Linked DNA regions of Bicyclus anynana: region 1 is linked to region 2. The links are chromatin contacts, called in public Hi-C maps. All regions are on one chromosome and are shown on one strand. The core of a region is the stretch at or near the end of the contact, and the rest is flanking DNA. Distances in the headings are between cores, read along the strand shown.

Region 1 (3,138 bases), core at 87-2,586, 100 kb before region 2:
TTTTGAAATGTTGCCACGAGCTGGCAACTTGTGATAATATGATTTCTGATTATGCTCAGGAAAACACAAAAAATAACTTTATACTTGGACGATAGTGGGTTAAAACCTGCTGCCTCGCAAAGCAATCTCGGTTCAAAAGTAATTGCTGATCGTAGTTATCTGCGGTAAGAGCATGGGCAGAAAAACTTCCAGCTTTTATAAAATCAAGAAGGCTGTCAAAGCTCTCAATCTACATTATTATTTTATTATATTACAATATTTGGCAAGTTAATTTAAAGTATTTTTTTATCCTGGTATCCCAAACACATAATGCTTGTATAGTCTCTTATTATAGACATGAAGCGTATCATAACCACGTACACACTACACGAGCAATGTGTGTATGCATGTACGTATCAGGTTAAAAAAATAATCTATTGGAATTAGTAAAACAAAAATAGAGATACGTCAGTATAACCAACAGGAATGAACGTTGCGATATAAATTGCTAAAATCGAGTACAAATTGAACATCATCGGATAATTAAAATCATAATTATCGACCTACTGTAAATATTGTTATAAAAATTGTTATTGAAAGGCAATTTGATATAATAATTGCTGACTTAACCACGAGCTATTTGTTTTTAAAGCACTATTATTGTCATGCACTCTACAGTTCATATCATGCCTTTCAGCTTTATAACATCAGTACCATCTACGTTACAATATAAACGAATACGTAAGATTACAATGAGACCAAAGTTCCATCTAGTAGCGGCCCTATAATGCCTAGTTCGAACTACTTCAGTAGTTTAGTCTAGTACGTACGATTTTTGGGCAACAAATCCAAAAATTGTTTGTACTTGACTAAAATACTAAAATAGCCTACGGCTTTTAAGCTCGGCCTCATGACAAGTCCAATCCACGCAACAACGTTCCTAAATAGAATATAGCCTTTATAATGTGATATTATAAAATAAATATAAGAATGAAGTTACCAGCGGTGTATGTAATTGTTGACTCTGAAAAGGCACCCACCTCTAAAAATGTCAAATCGCAACTAATCAGATAAAGTTAAATTGATATCCTTAACATATTATCATGTGCCTGTTAACTGCATCAAGTTTAGGGGATATTTACGCCACTAGATGTACGCCAACGTTCGTCGTTGATTCTGCGACAGATCTTCGTAACGTCCTTTTCTGTAAGTATCAGCTGCATCAACAATTTTCACATCGTACAAGGCTAGGGAATAAAAGTCTACGTGTCGTGGAGCGGGCTACATATCGCGTGCAACAATCGCCACTACCATATCTACGACTATCCTACGTGGAGATCTACTAGTTGATCTGTTGAAATACCTGGAAGCAGGCCTGCGGCTGGAACAGCGACGTGTTCCACTGGCCCGGCCACAGCGGCGCCTCCACGGCGTGCGCGCCCTCCGTCTCCCCTTCCCGCCGGCTCATCTCGGAGATCTGACACGCGCTTTGTAGACTCGACGGCAAGTTGGACCAATTTTCGTTCCCTAATCTATCCTTGTGTATACTAATGTCCATTGACCCTTGATACGCGAATTTCGCTTCCTCGTGGCTCTCGTCGCTTTTGCTCTTTAGCCTATTTGGATCTTCAACTATCGCCTGGAATGCGAGCAAGTCCCTATTCTCGGACTCCGTTAAAGGCAAGGGCGGCAGAATTTGCTGCTGTTGTGCTATTTTGTAGCTCTGCTGCCGGAGCATTTGCCGTCTGCTTAGGCCGACTTGAAGACTATGCAGGGCTCCCATATCGTGCACTGGTAAGTTCGGGGGAGTCATTTGTTTCTGAAGCAGTTGTCGCTTTTGTTGAAACAGTCTATGTTGCATTAGCTGCTGCTGAAGGGGTGGTTTGCTGACTGAGGACAGAGACGCTCCGTGCGCTAGATCCGAAGTATCCTGAAGCGCGGCGACCATTTTGGGACTCGCCGGCATCGGTGGGGAAGTGCTCGAGTAATTAAAGTTCTCCGGGAGACTTATCCGCTTTGGAGTAGGATTTTTTGTATCTAAATAGTGTGGAGTGAAACTAGCTGCGAACTGGTTGTGCTGAATTTGTCTCTGGGTCATTTCCTCTGCAGGCAGCGAAGACTGGTATTGAGTTTTTAACTGTTGCGCTTCTTTTTGAACGAGGTGAAGTTCTAAAACGCCCTTCGCTTTACAGTTTTCGTTTAATCTTTGGCTATTAAAGGCTAGGGTATTCTTTTGAGTTTCATTCGTTTGAGCGGCTTGTTGCGCGACGAGGCCGTCGCTAGCGCGGCGTCCTTCTCTGAAATCCACGGGGCTCCGAGTGATGGATCGCTGGCAGTTCTTATTGGCGGATTGATAGTTTATCGGATTGTGCCTTGCGATAAAACCAGTACCAGGAGTTTTATTATTATACGAAGAAATATAAACACAAGGATGCATTGGACTAGTATTAACGAGTGAAGTTGTTTCATAAGCTAGCTTATCTTCATTGGTCGTGCAACTAGGTAGACTGCTAGTCAATTCGCTTGAGCAATCTGACAACTGGTAATCGATGCTTTCGAACGCGGAAAAATTGCTCTGTGACGAATCGCAACTGAGGTTCTGACTGAGGCTTTTGTTGTTAAAAAAAGTCACTACTCCACTACTGGAACTGGAACTCGCATACGAACTTAACCTGTTTTGTACTCCGCTGGGCATGTTTGCGACGTCTTCCATATCGGTCTCACAACCTTCGTCTGTTGACGACGAATACTGTTGTTGAAATTTTGCTGGCTCAGTAGTATTATTTGAAAGCATCGGAGCGTAAGATTGACCAGTGGTATATCTATTTAATGAAAATTTACTATCCGGTCTGTATAGCGTACTCGGAAATAAATCATTGGAAGTGGACGTTACGGAATAATTGGCTTCGGACGATGCGGGCGGTAGGGCAGTGTTTTGTAGATACGAATAACTCGGAAGGTGATTCATGTAATCCTTAAAAGGAGGTGTACTTGTTTGCAGTCGACTTAGATCCTGCTGCTGAGCCTGAGATACTAATCTAGTAGATTCGAGTGGCTTCGGTTGTTCTAGAACACTACTAAGTTTAGTGTCTGTGAATTGCGAAGGTATAGGGCTAGTGCTGAGATTTATTGCGCCCTTCAAAGGTAGTGGCGATTGTT
Region 2 (3,358 bases), core at 95-2,594:
CCTGCAAACAGGAGATGATAAATATTATAAATGTAGTTTTTAAAAGAAAAGGAATGAAAATGAAGTAAGCAAAATATAAGATTTTTTTTAAAGAGATTAATGTATGACAATATTTTGATAGATGGAGAAACTAGTGGTAGCAGAAAAAGAATTTGTATACCTGGGTTATACATTTGCGAACAATAGAATATGTGAAAGTTGTATTGAAAGGAGAGTAAATGCTAGAAATGTGTCTTTATGAATAGCCAGAGTGTATACCACAACGCACGACTAGCTATGCATAGGAGAAGGAGTTTTAGTCCCAAATCTAATGTACCATAGTGAAAGTTGGATATGGCAGGAGAAGCATAAAAAAAGTGTGATAAGAGAACGTTGTGGTATAAAAGATGTAGTGATTAAAATCGGTTATAAAAATTGTTATTAAATTAAATACGAATAATACACATAATACTTTAAATAAGTTAATTCATATAATCAATAAACTATAAATATTTCAACCAACAAATGTAGGTAGTTACATATTATTCAGAAATACTGTAGAATCAAAAAAGGTCCTTCGAACAGGATTCTTATGAGAATTGTAAAATGTAGTTACTTATGTAAAATGATAGATAATTTAATAAATGTGAGTATATTGTTTGGACATTTTTCTTACCTCAGTCTTCGTTATTCGATGTCGTGCTAACTTTACGACGGCAAAATTCCCTTTGCCAATGGTCCTTTCAATGTCATAAAAACCCACCCTGATGGGGGTTTTCGCAGGACGTTCGCGATCCGCCATTATTGATGTGGATCTCATCCAACTTGACAATCAATTTCACCTCACCAACTGTAACTCCTCGTTTTCCGTGATACTATTTATAATAATTCCTTCAATGCTAGTCAGTCGTAACACTCCTATTTTACATAATGTTAACACATGAATTTTACTAACCATGAAATATTTTAACAAACTTACTACACTACAATATTTGGCTATTAAAACCTACGTAATATTGTTACTTGTTAGTAATTTAGTGCTCTAACAAAATTGTATCAAAGGTATTGCAACAGTTCGATGTACTTAATTATTTACGGTATGTATATAGCCAGGGAAAGTCTTATTATGTTCAGATTACACAGATTACAGTCACTTGCACGCGCTTGTACTGCACGTATTTGTGTACAAAATATATTTACGAATGGTAGAAAATCGCGCAGAGGCGGCGCGCGTATCGTACGCTAGAGAAACATGACGCCGCCGCCTCACCGGCTGTCAACCGGATACTGAACTCGGGCTTGAGTTTGACTCGGCTCGGGCCTCTAGTCGACTTCTCGTCTCTCGAGTCGAGTGAGGGAGACTCGAGTCGAGTACTCGTACAGAATAGCCCAATGGTACCTTCGACGCGACACGCGCGCGCTTTTAGCCGCCATATTGCTTTTGTGTGACGTCAGCAACGCGTAATGTTCATCGACATACGCACGATTGCACACATATACCTGTTTTATAGCTTCGTATTAATGCGCTTATTGGAAATTATTTCAAAACACTTCTAAATACTGATAGGTTCTCGAATCGTGTTTGTATCGTGCGGCGCATAAATGTGTTCTTTCCAGGATGAAAAGTATGACTTAATCCAGAGTAAAATCTGTTTCCATTCCAAATTTCAGGCAAATCGTTTCAGTAGTAGCGGGACTACCAAACATCCAAACAAACATCCATACAAACTTTAGCGTTTATAATATTAGTAGGATTTTCTCTCCCATATCGGGGTTTTGGTTTTCTATTCTATTCTATTATCGCTATCGTTAACGTTATCGCTATCGCTATCGCCAACGCTATCGCTTCCATACATAACCCCTATTTCACCCCATTCTCTTTTATTGCAGGGATAAAAAGTAGTCTATGTAGTACCCCAAGGTCCCCTATATCATTATACCAAAATTCATTTTGATCGGTTCAGTCGTTTAGCCGTGAATAGGTAAGAGACAGACAGACAGACAGACATAGAAGTATCTATTCTAGCCGAGTACGAACAATTTTTGGATTTACCGCCCAAAAATCGTTCGTACTCGACTAAAATACTAAAGTAGTCCGAACTAGGCATTACTCTTGCATTTTCATTATTAGTATAGAAGTAAATGTGTATCAACTCGTATTTAATAAAATAAACAAATGTAGCGTACGGAACATGACGGTGTCGTACCCGTCACGGATACGAAATTCAAAAACGAATACGTACGCAAATCAGTAGCACTCGATGGTCCGAACCAAAGATTACAGTGTATTATTGGAAATAGATAGGCTACTCGAACTTTTTTCGGAACGAATGTGATAGCGCCATCTAGTGACTAGATACGATATTTTTAGTATAGTAAAAAGTATAAAATAATAATGCATATTTTTTTGTAAAGGAGAGACATTTTTGATTTTGTAATACTTGAAGAAACCAATTGAGAAAAACAAAAAAAAAGACAAAAAGTTTTCCTTTGTTACCCCCGGGCTCGAACTCAGGATTATTATATTGTGCCTTTGTTATGCACCTCTAGGCCAAATGACTATGTGGAAAATCGTTGAAATTAATGTACACTTACTGTTTTTCTTTAATAATCCCTTTGCTTTAGAAATACAAACACATTCTTTCTATTACGCGTCAAAATTAAAAGGATAAATAATTCTTTTTTTTCGGTTTTTTTTCCGTACTTACACGGGTTTAATCTCTAAAAACATTCTTGTACGTACACATCTATGTAATTGTATTTACTATCCTGAAATCTTAAATCTAGAATGTAGATGGCGCTGCTTCATAAAGATTTCACGTTCTTCTAAGTTCCCATGGCATGGTCCGAACTCGAAGCACAGAACACTGATATTAGGATAGGAGTATCAGACTGATACTCCTATCCTAACAGAGGTCCGAAGCGTCGCAATACCACAACGTCACGGTAATTTCGGAGATTAATGACGAAAAATGCCATCTTGTGTTTATAAAATTTGTAAATCAGTTCACAAAATAAAAAGAAAGCAGGTGAAGTCTCTTTTCGTAAATATTGATTACTTTTAATCTATTTTAAGATTGATAATAGTGATAAATCTTGAATTGAAATACAAAAGTCAAAACTTTTTCTCATCTGACTTGAGAATCGTCCAGTGTTGCTAGTTTACATTTAAAATATTCTCCCTAAATATTAGGTAATAAATGTACATCAAATGTTTTTTACAATATTGGGTATTTTTGATATTTGAGTTTTGAACGAGTTTCTACATAATAAATACGAGTTAATTGGATAGAATGATTTTAATAAGTCCCAACTCTGAGTTTGTATTTTTTCTTTTCAGTTTTTTTATATTTGATGCAGTCGGGATTTTTTATTTGTT

The links. Hi-C and Micro-C count contacts between places; a contact is called where the count stands out from the background.
Region 1: a contact with region 2 is called in a Hi-C map of whole body, with 3 times the contacts expected there. The contact joins the enhancer-like site here to the promoter of LOC112044029 in region 2. A contact is called at or near these places in 2 of 2 Hi-C or Micro-C datasets (whole body and whole larva).

The regions. Positions count from the first base shown.
Region 1 is chr16:8,795,224-8,798,361 of ilBicAnyn1.1, reverse strand. LOC112044029 (serine/threonine-protein kinase SIK2) reads right to left here. Exons shown (of 10, transcript XM_024079749.2): 9 at 1,343-3,138. Among protein-coding and RNA genes, the nearest start is that of LOC112044027, 11 kb to the left of the region's middle. Within about 2 kb of position 1,336, at least 5 of the 8 cell types and tissues checked have open chromatin away from gene starts, as enhancers often do.
Region 2 is chr16:8,690,534-8,693,891 of ilBicAnyn1.1, reverse strand. It overlaps LOC112044029 (serine/threonine-protein kinase SIK2), which reads right to left and starts at 1,344. Exons shown (of 10, transcript XM_024079749.2): 1 at 656-1,344. The coding sequence starts at 799.